2 separate regions of the Mus musculus genome follow, and region 1 is linked to region 2. Evidence: chromatin contacts called from public promoter capture Hi-C data. All regions are on one chromosome and are shown on one strand. The core of a region is the stretch at or near the end of the contact, and the rest is flanking DNA. Distances in the headings are between cores, read along the strand shown. Region 1 holds the start of Mbtps2 (membrane-bound transcription factor peptidase, site 2). Region 2 holds the start of Acot9 (acyl-CoA thioesterase 9).

Evidence for each region. Promoter capture Hi-C pulls out the DNA fragments that hold promoters and counts their contacts.
Region 1: a contact with region 2 is called in a promoter capture Hi-C map of the HPC-7 cell line. The contact joins the promoter of Mbtps2 here to the promoter of Acot9 in region 2. A contact is called at or near these places in 5 of 39 promoter capture datasets (the 3T3-L1 cell line, the C10 cell line, the HPC-7 cell line and 2 more) and 2 of 115 datasets of contacts at active chromatin or transcription factors (epiblast stem cells and extraembryonic endoderm stem cells).

Annotation. Positions count from the first base shown.
Region 1 is chrX:157,597,068-157,602,103 of GRCm38.p6, forward strand. Mbtps2 (membrane-bound transcription factor peptidase, site 2) reads right to left here and starts at 1,648. Exons shown (of 11, transcript NM_172307.3): 1 at 1,429-1,648. The coding sequence starts at 1,503.
Region 2 is chrX:155,260,338-155,265,093 of GRCm38.p6, forward strand. It overlaps Acot9 (acyl-CoA thioesterase 9), which reads left to right and starts at 2,106. Exons shown (of 15, transcript NM_019736.4): 1 at 2,106-2,337. The coding sequence starts at 2,318.

The DNA of each region.
Region 1 (5,036 bases), core at 398-2,897, 2.3 Mb after region 2:
ATGAGTTCTATTTATCTGGGATTCTTTTTTTAACATATGAAACATGAAGAAATCATGCGCTTTTTCTCTTGAGCCCCATCACCAAATCACTGTGGCCTGTGCTGCTAAGCACTAAAACCAAGTCCACTGCACTAGTGATTCTCAAGCAAATGTGCAGAGAAATGATCAGGGGAACCTTGTTAAGCTTCAGACTGTGATTTTACAGGGCAGAGGTGACACCTGAGAGTCTGCCATTCTAACAAGGGCCCAGATCATCCAAGTGTTGTTGGTCCTTGGACCTCCGATACAGTATATTATCTGGACGCATAATATAATCCTCTCCATAAGTTCAGGTGATCCTTTCAGTTGCTTTCCCAATTTAAAGACAAGAAATGGAGGCACAAGTAACGATCTGCCTAAGGTCACAGAGGTTAGAAAGTGGCAGAGCCTAGCTCTCTTAAGCTCGCTCTTCATAGCCTGGCATACCAACGTTTAAATATGACAAAGAAGCACAGGTGCCATTTGATTTTATTGTTTCCTAAGACGAAGTGTCACGAGGTTATTTTGTTTAAAAGAACACAAACATGAAGGTTTTACTATTTATGATTGTGATTTCCAAACCCTTGGGAATTTCTAAGCTCGTATTCCCCACCCCCACTCCATTCCAAGGATGTCTGAAACACGTGCTCAGACAAACTCTTGAAATTTCTTCTTACGATTCCAGCACCCACAACACTCAAAAAAAAAAAAAGCACTGTGTGCTCAGAGTGTGTGTGGTCACTGTGAAAAAGGGAGTGTAGGGTGTAAATAGAATTTGAATAACAGAAAATGTGGCTATGTAAATTCTTGCTACTTTAAAGCACCGCCTGTGGGTCAGCACTGTCCGTCCGTGGGCCAGAGAAACTGGCTGGAAATACACAATCTTAGCTTTCCTCCCAGATCTGACGAAATCAGAATCTAAATTTAAACTAGAACCACCGATGCTCCTGTGTACTTTCGAGTTTGACGCCAGTGATTTAAGTCACAATCTGATTTCGGTTTATCACAACACTAGCAGCGTCTCACGGGTCCTAACCTTAGCACAAAGAAGAACCACAAAGCATTTTCTTAAGCGGAAGTTTTCGTTTCTTTTCCTCCTTCGAGCCGTGCCTCCCAAGCCCGCCAGACTCCTCCCGGGAAGGAGCCCAAAAGCCGCAGGGACCCGGCGGCGCCCGCAATGCGGTGGCCGCCACACCCCTCCCCTCCCGCAGCCTGCCTGCCCTACTTTCTTTACTCGGTCGGACGGATGCGCCACGCGGGAGAGCGCACGCAGACGCGGCGGGCGCTCGGAGCGGCTCCCGGCCCGGCGCGGAGACTCCGAAGGGGAAGAGAAAAGGCCTTGGGCGACACAGGACCATGCGCACCAGCCCTGGACTCCGCCGGCTGGGGCCTGAGGCCTGAGGCCCTCACCTTCAACACCAAGTCGGCCAGGTAGACGGCAGTCCAACCACCCACCACCACCACCAGCAGCGACACCGGAATCATCGTAGCGACGGATGGACGGCGGGCCCCGGCGGCCTGCTTCTGCGAGCCCCAGTCAGCCGTGCGCCCGCCCGGAGCCTTCCAGCTCCAGCATCCGCGCAGGAACTAAAGTGCTACCGGGTTCTTTGCTCCGGTGGCAACATTTCCCTCCGGACCCTTCCGGTGAGGACACTCAGCCGTTTTTTTTTTTTTTTTTTTTTTTTTGTTTTGTTTTGTTTTTTTTTTTTTTTTGGTGCATATGCCGGAAAAAGCGCGCGGGCTTCTTTTCCTGGGACGCTCGGGCTCCGGAATGCTCGAAGCTCGGGTCGTCCGTCCGGCAGCGTGCTTGTGACTCATGAGGCTTGACCCTCTCTGCGCTCTGCCCTTCCTTCTCACTGATTTCCATCTCCGGTTTGTTGTGCTTTTCATATAGCCGGAGTTTGGGATTGTCAGAAGTACATACCCACATTTAAATTAATCACGTCTCGTTCTAACGTCTTTATGCACGGCAATATCGTAATGGAGGCCTCATTTGTTCATTTCGGTGTTTTGAAAACTAAATATCTGTCTATATCTTAATCGAAATACGTAGCATTTCTTTTCTTTCTATTTTTTTTAAAGATTTATTTATTTATTATATGTGAGAACACTACAGCTGTCTTCAGACACTCTGGAGGAGGGAGTCAGATCTCATTACAGATGGTTGTGAGCCACCATGCAGTTGCTGGGATTTGAACTCAGGACCTTCAGAAGAGTAATTGGTGCTCTTAATCGCTGAGCCATCTCACCAGCCCCATACGTAGCATTTCTATCCAGAGAATTTCTTTCTAGTTTCCCTTCCTACGTATTTCTGTCCCCTGCCCCGTTCTGATTTATTAATTAATTTATTTATTTTTAATGTTGAATTCTGCGTAAATAGAACCACACTGTTAAAATCTGGATTATTTCGCGCGACATTTTGTTTTGTAAGATTTGTCTATATAACTGGTCTTTATTTTAAGACAGGGTCTCACTATGCAATCCAAGCCTGGCATTCACTATACAGAGTAGGCTGGCCTTGAACTCTCAGAGTTAACCTGCACTTAAGAGTTGTGCATCAAAAATACCTGGCTGTTGATTAAAAAAAAAAAACAAAAACTTTCATCTAAGACTTGAGGAGCCGGGCGTAGTGGCGCACGCCTTTAATTCCAGCACTCGGGAGGCAGTGGCAGGCAGATTTCTGAGTTCGAGGCCAGCCTGGTCTACAAAGTGAGTTCCAGGACAGCCAGATCTATACCGAGAAACCCTGTCTCGGAAAAAAAAAAAAAAAAAAAAAAAAAAGACTTGAGGTTTGGGCTATTGCTACATATTGGAGTTCTAGACCTGGAAAAATGGCTCAACACGTAAAGGCACTTGCTGCCTAACCTGACTACCTGAGTCAGTCCCAGGGGGACAACATGATGAGAGAAACAGCCCTTGCAGGTTTTCCGTTGATCTACTGGCCTATAAAATAGGTTAGATGAAACTTTTAAAAATTGGAGCACTGACCATCTGTCTAGTGAACTAAAGTGTAGTTCTCAGCCTTGGTTGCACAGTACCTTCACCAGGGGCCTTTAAAGTCCCCCTGGTTTCTGGAGCCTGGACCAATTAAATGAGAAGCTCTGTGAAACAGACCCAAGGCTGTATCATTTTAAACGCAGTCCCATCTCTGTGTCCCCAAGTACAGATCCACCTAAGGACCCAGGACTTTGATACTCTGAGCTACACCCTCTAGCCATACGGCATTCTCTCTTTTTAAAAACAAAGTCTGTAACCCAGACTGGACTTAAAGCTCTACATAGCAGAGGAAACTTGTCCTCTTTTCTCCAATTCCTGAGTGCTAGGATTGATTACAGGTGTACACCTGTACCATGAAGCCGGGATTCACATAATCTATTAGCTATCCATAGGCTCTTGAAAAAGAGTGGTTTTGGTTTTGTAGCTAAAGTCGCCTTCAAGTTTCTGTAAAGCAACGTAGAAAATTGTTCTAGTATACAAGCCATAGGCGTTGTCTACAGTGAAGCTAGTTGGAAACTTATCCTTGATTCTCAAGAATAGGTGAACTTGGAGGCCTTATTTACGTATAGTCCTGCTAACAATTTCTCTTTTTTGGTTATATAGCCTGACTTTTTACTTGGTTCACTCAAATGGAACTACTAATCTGTAAACACCTTGATCTTGTGGCATAATGGGGTATTGTATTCTATGCCAAAGCTGTTGAGCAAGCACTGGAGTTAGAAAAAAAAGGGGGGGGCACATCGTCCGTTCAGTGACAGGCGCAGGGCACAGAGTTTTCCTTACGTTTTAATTACTTGGTAATATGTCTCTGGCTTCAGAAGTGACTCTGTTTTACCTCTGTTTGTATACATGTGTTTATGTGTTTTTATAAATGACTTGGATTTTTTTAATGTAGGTGAATATGCTATAAATGTTTACATTCAAGTACCCTGTGAATTCATAACTTTTTATATTTTCTTGGTGTTGTGTTAACCTTTGAGAATTTCTGAGGTGTGAATGCTAGCTAGATACTTACAAAATCTACTACTTGGAAGCTTATTTTTATTTTATACTTTAAATTTTAAATTTTAATTTATGGTAGTAAATTTTAAATAGTTAAATCTTTTAATCCCTCTAACAAAAAAAATGACAGGGATTTGGCCAAAATGAAAAGTTAAAATTATACTTACTGCTCAAAATTTCAAAAATTAAACACGGTTGAAATTTTATCTCCCTACTATTTTCCAAATGTTCTTTTGTATAAATGTGTTAGAATTTGTACTTCTGAATTTCTAAGTTTATTGGTACACTTTATTTTTTGATTTGACCTTTGTTTGCTTTCTGTAATGGCTCTGTAGTTTTAACCTTGTTCCTTCCTGGGAGGAGGCCATTAACTTAACAATGGAAATAGTTTCTTTTTGTTAGCCCAGAGCTTTGTCTGGACCTTGTACTAGGACAAGAACAAGCTACTGCGTGGCTATCTGATAACCCAAAATGTGAAGGAAATGAGTTGATTGTGATTTTCTGTTCCCAGCTTAAAGATTGAGTTCTACATCTGAGTTGATTTTCCCACCAGGAGCACAGAAGTCATAACAAAGCACTGAATTGCCTCCTGCTGGCTGCTGGAATTTAGCTGTAGTAGCAGCCAGCTGGTGGCAGCAGCAGAAGCACGATGGGAGACAGAATGGCAATGAAGGAAGCCCCGATGAAAAAAGAAAAAAGATGAAAAAGGTATTTTTCAGTAAAATAAACCTGTGGCTTAATTGGCAAAACATTTTGGATTTCTGTCAAGGAACTGTATTAAATAAAGGACACATAACTGCGCTTTTATTCATAGAATTTTCATTTCTTACAATATTTTTAGAGGGACATCAAATATGTATTTTGGCTGAGTGCAACCAGCTGCATATTAAAAATTGATACTTGGCTGAAACAGAGTATCAGTATATTTTCTAACTTCAGAGATAAATATATATGAAATATAAATTTTTAAAAGTTGTATAATTTTAAATTAAAGCATTGATATTCAATTAGTTATTGAA
Region 2 (4,756 bases), core at 856-3,355:
TAACTTAGTCTCCTAATTTACTCTGGATCCTTTTCCCACTTTTTGGCATTAGGACTCAAACACAGGATGTTACACATGTTGGGCGAATACTACCACTGTGCTAACATCTCAGAAACATGCCCCGCCCCTTTAGTTTATTTTGAGAAAGAGTCTTACTGTTTTGTGGAGGCTGGCTTTGAATTCATTACAAAGCCCAGGGTAGCTTCAGAATGACTGAATCTCTTGCCTCAGTCTCCAGGAACCTTGTATTTCAGGAATGTGCCATCACATCCGGCTTATTTAGATACTTTTGAGTTAGCTATATAATACAGGAAATGAGCCAATTTTAGAAACACAGTTTCTCTAGTCTATGAAACCATAGCATAAATTAGCTTGAAAGCCGATGACATAAACTCCCAGGAAAATTCTTTATTTAAATCAGATATCCAGAATCTCTATTAGCAGAAGGGATTATGTTTATTAATACTTTTCATTCATACTTCATGGGTGAACTGTAACATAGTATAACATTTAGCTAGTTCAATGTTCTACTTGTAGTGAAGACAGTGAAAATGCATTCGTTAATCTATCATTAGGCATTTTACATTTTTCATTATATGTGGAACACAAGTAAGAAAATGGTGAGTTGGCAGATCACTTGTGTAAGGACAGTGAATTTCATCATGGCATAATTGTTGCATGTTTTCTCCACAGTTACATGTTTTCTATCTGGCTTTGTGACTTACTTTGCCTTCTATCCATGCTTTCCAAACGGTGATACATCTTAAATGTCTTACAATGGCAACAAGAACAACGATGAGACATAGGGGTTGCTAAGACATTAAAAGAATAATACAACACATTTATTTTTATGTGTATTAGTCTTTGCTTGCTTGCATGTATGTATGTATGTATACTATGTGTATGGCCTGGTACCTGCAGAGGCCAGAGGAGGCCAACTGATCCTCCTGAAAGTGGTTGGAGCTGGCACATGGGTACTGGGAACGGAACCCTGCTCCCCTGCAAGAACAAGTGTGCTAACTAATCTTTCTAGCCTGGTTAAAGGACTAAGCTAGAGACACACATGAATGCTAGGTGGCTGATTTTAATAGGGCTTTCCTGACTTTAGAACTAATATTAGCTAAGTAGTGAGACATTTCTCACTTTAGATATTATCTTCAGTGGAGTCTATGGGGTTCATTGCTCAGGACTTATTTTCTAAGAAAATGCTTTGGAGTCTCATGAAGGGTCACTTAAGTAAACTTGTATAATTAGTAGATTGTGACTCAGCACCTGGCCATGTGTCTGAGTGAGGGAATTCCTCGGAGGTAAATTAGACCTTCTCATAATTGATGAGTCTAGGAATGTGCCATCATGCCTAATTCTGAAAACTTCCTTTCTTCTGTCCTTTTTCTCCTTTTTTGGAATTGGGACTTGAACCCAGGGACTCTGGCATGCTAGGCATACACACTCTGCCACTTAGCTCTATCCCTCAATCCTTTTTTTTTTTAACCTTTCATTTTGAGATTGGAGCGCAGTAAACTGCACAGGTTGGCCTAGAACTTTGTAATCAGGCAGGTCTTGAATTTGTGATCTCCCAGACTCAGCTTCCTGGGTTGCTTGGATAACAAGAATGGGCCTCCCTTGAAATTCTCTTCAACTTAATTTTTCTTACTAAGCTTCATCTTTTTAAAAACCAAAACGTCAAATAAAAACAGGGACACTATTTCTTACGGCCTAAACCTCACTTCAGCCCTGGTTGGCCTCTAAGTGGTAGCAATTCTCTTGCCTCAGTCTTCCTACTTCTGGGAAAATAAGCAGGGTACCCATATTTTGAAAAGCTGCTCATATGATGCCAAGGGCAAGAACTACAGACTGGGAGTAAAGGTTCAAGTGTCAAAAATAAAAGAGTTCTACCAAGGTGGAGGAACGAGGTGCTTTGCTGAGTGGTTCATTTACTTAACAATGGAGGGAAGAGCCCTGCTTATAAATAAGTCTCCGACCCCACCTAGCTGATTGAGTGGGAAATTCCATTGTCTCGGTCTCCAGTCTCCAGCTGCAGACCAATCAAATAGCAGGACCCGCCATTCTCTACGCAGAAGTCCCGCCCCCTGGCGGCACAGCCCTACCCCGGGCAGCGCAGCCCCGCCCTTCCTGCAGTGAGGCCCTCCCTATCCCGGGCCCTCTTGTGGCGTCACCTAGAAGGTGGGAACCAAGATTCAGTCCGGCGCGGTTGCCGGTGTTTGGAGGTGTCCTCACGCTCACGCTCTTCTGCTACCGGTTTGTCTCTACCCGGGAGGACCTTGGTTGTCCACCCGTGGGTAGGCAGTGGAGTGCCATGAAGCGGGCAGCGATACGGTAGGTGGCAGGGCGTGGAAGGGCGCTGCCCCGGAGTGCCCACGCCTTCCCCTTTGAGGCTCGGAGCCTAGCGGGGCGGAAGAAGCCGCGGGTGGGATGGGGGTGGTGGATATTTGGCTTGGGAGGAAAAGGCACCCAGTGCCAGACCCCGTCCTCCGGCCTACCCTGGAAAAATGCCACCACCCTACTTTAGCGACAGCTGACACTTTTAAAAGGGAAGACGTTGGGTGTTCCCTTGAAATTCCTATCCTTTTGCTCACCAGGGGTGTGGCTGGAATCTTGGTGTAGCCCCTTTTTTCAAAAGCCAGTACTTTCAGTTCTGCCTTGCCTTGCGAGCACTTTTCTCTTAAAAAAAAAAAAAACATTTTGGGGGTTAAGTGCATGACACACTTGGAATCTGTCTTAAGTATGTTATCATACTTGTAAAGACTGTAGAGACCATTTGGCTCTCTTAAGCTGATTCATCTGTTTGGTTTAATTTTATTTAGATCTATTTTTTATTATTTTATGTATGAACATTTCTCTTGCATGTGTGTCTGTGTCCCACATGCCTGCCTGGTGCTTGAGAAGGTGGTGAGCCTCCATCTGGGTGCTGGGAATCAGGTCTTTTTGCAACAAGTGCTCTTAACCACTGAGCCAACTCTCCAACCCCTTGTTTGTTAATTTACTCTTTTTTTTTTTTTTCTGAGACAGGGTTTCTCTGTGAATCTTTGGCTCTCCTGGAATTCACTGTATGTAGACCCAACTCATCTCAAAATCAGAGATCTGCCTGCCTCTGCCTCCCCAGTGCTGGGATTAAACACATATCAACATCCTGTTTGTTTTTGAGATAGAATTTACTGTGTAACCTTGGCTGGCCTAAAGTTGGCTATCTATATATATCGATATCTATCTCTTTCTTTATCTATATCATCAACCAGACTGGCCTCGAACTCACCATATATCTACCGTCCTATGCTTCTCCAGTGCTGGCCTGAAGAGCTTGAGCCACCACTTCCAGCTCTTATCTGTATATTTATTTATTGCTTTGAGATCTCTAGCCAAGAAACCAGGTAATACTAGCAGGCCTCGGACCCATGTCAAGTCTGTCAGGTTTCAACTTTTCTAGTGCTGGGATTTACAGATGTATTTTCTCGTGCCCAGTTTAGAACATGCCTTTGATAAGCAGCAAGGCCTTGTAATGAAAGTGCACCCTTGGACCACATAGGCCATTTTGGTAGATCTAATTTCCAACTGGCACAGTTAAGGAGCATGGTCTTTAGGCTGCCAGTCATGTCTGGCTGTCCCACAGTATGCAAGGTTTTTTTTTGTTGTTGTTTTTTTTGTTTTTGTTTTGTTTTGTTTTGTTTTGTTTTTTCCAGCTTGCCTGGTTCCAAGAGAATGGCACTTGCTTTGGATTCAGAAGCCATCCCACTATTGGTGAGCCTGACTTTGACATGGGTCTCACTAATTCTGTCCTTGGTCTGCCTTTACTTTTTCTAGGACCCTTGCTGTCAGTTGAACAAGGTGTGTTATCTCCCTACCCACCAGCACCCAAGCCTTATTACACTATTTGAAGACAGGTTGAAAGTCATTAAAAGACGGCATGGTTACCTTTCAACATAATACGAAAGGGTTCAACACTTTTGTAACTTTGCCTGTGTGTCTTCTTCGATAAGACCTTTTAAAAAGTGTTGAAAATGTTTATTTTTATATGTGTTAGTGTTTTGCCTGTATGTATGTATGTATGTATGTATGTATGTATGTATGTGTTCCATCAGCATGGCTGGTGCCAGTGGGGGCCAGAAGAGGGCATCACCTCCTCTGGAACTGAAGTATCAGGTTTATGAGCAACCATGTGAGTGCTAGAAACCAAACCCAAGCCCTCTACTAGAGTAAGAAGTAGTCTTAACTGGACTGGAGAGTTGGCTTTGTGGCTAAGGGTAGTGGCTGCTCTTCTAGAGTACCCAGGTTTGAGTACTCCAGTTATAGGAGTTCTGACTCCCTCTTTGGACCTTTACAGGCACAGACATGCATGGAGGCAGAACACTGAGACACATAATAATAAAATCTCAAAGGAGTTTTTTTTTTTAATAAACAGTTTTAATCCTTGAGCTCCTCTCTCCCCCAGTTTGGAAGTCCGTCCTTAAAGTACTCTGTAATTTTGTGTTCCTTTCTTGTGAGTCCTCTAGAACCTGAATAGGAGCAGCAATCCCTATATAATGTGTGTGTATGTGTATATATATATATATACATATATATATATATATATGCATATATATATGAAAAATTGGAGAGATGTTTGGGTAGAAATGCTTGCTATGCATATAAAGTATATATATATATGTATATAGTATATATGTGTATGTATATGTGTGTGTGGATATATATATATATATATATATATATATATATATATATATATATATGGTATAGAGTG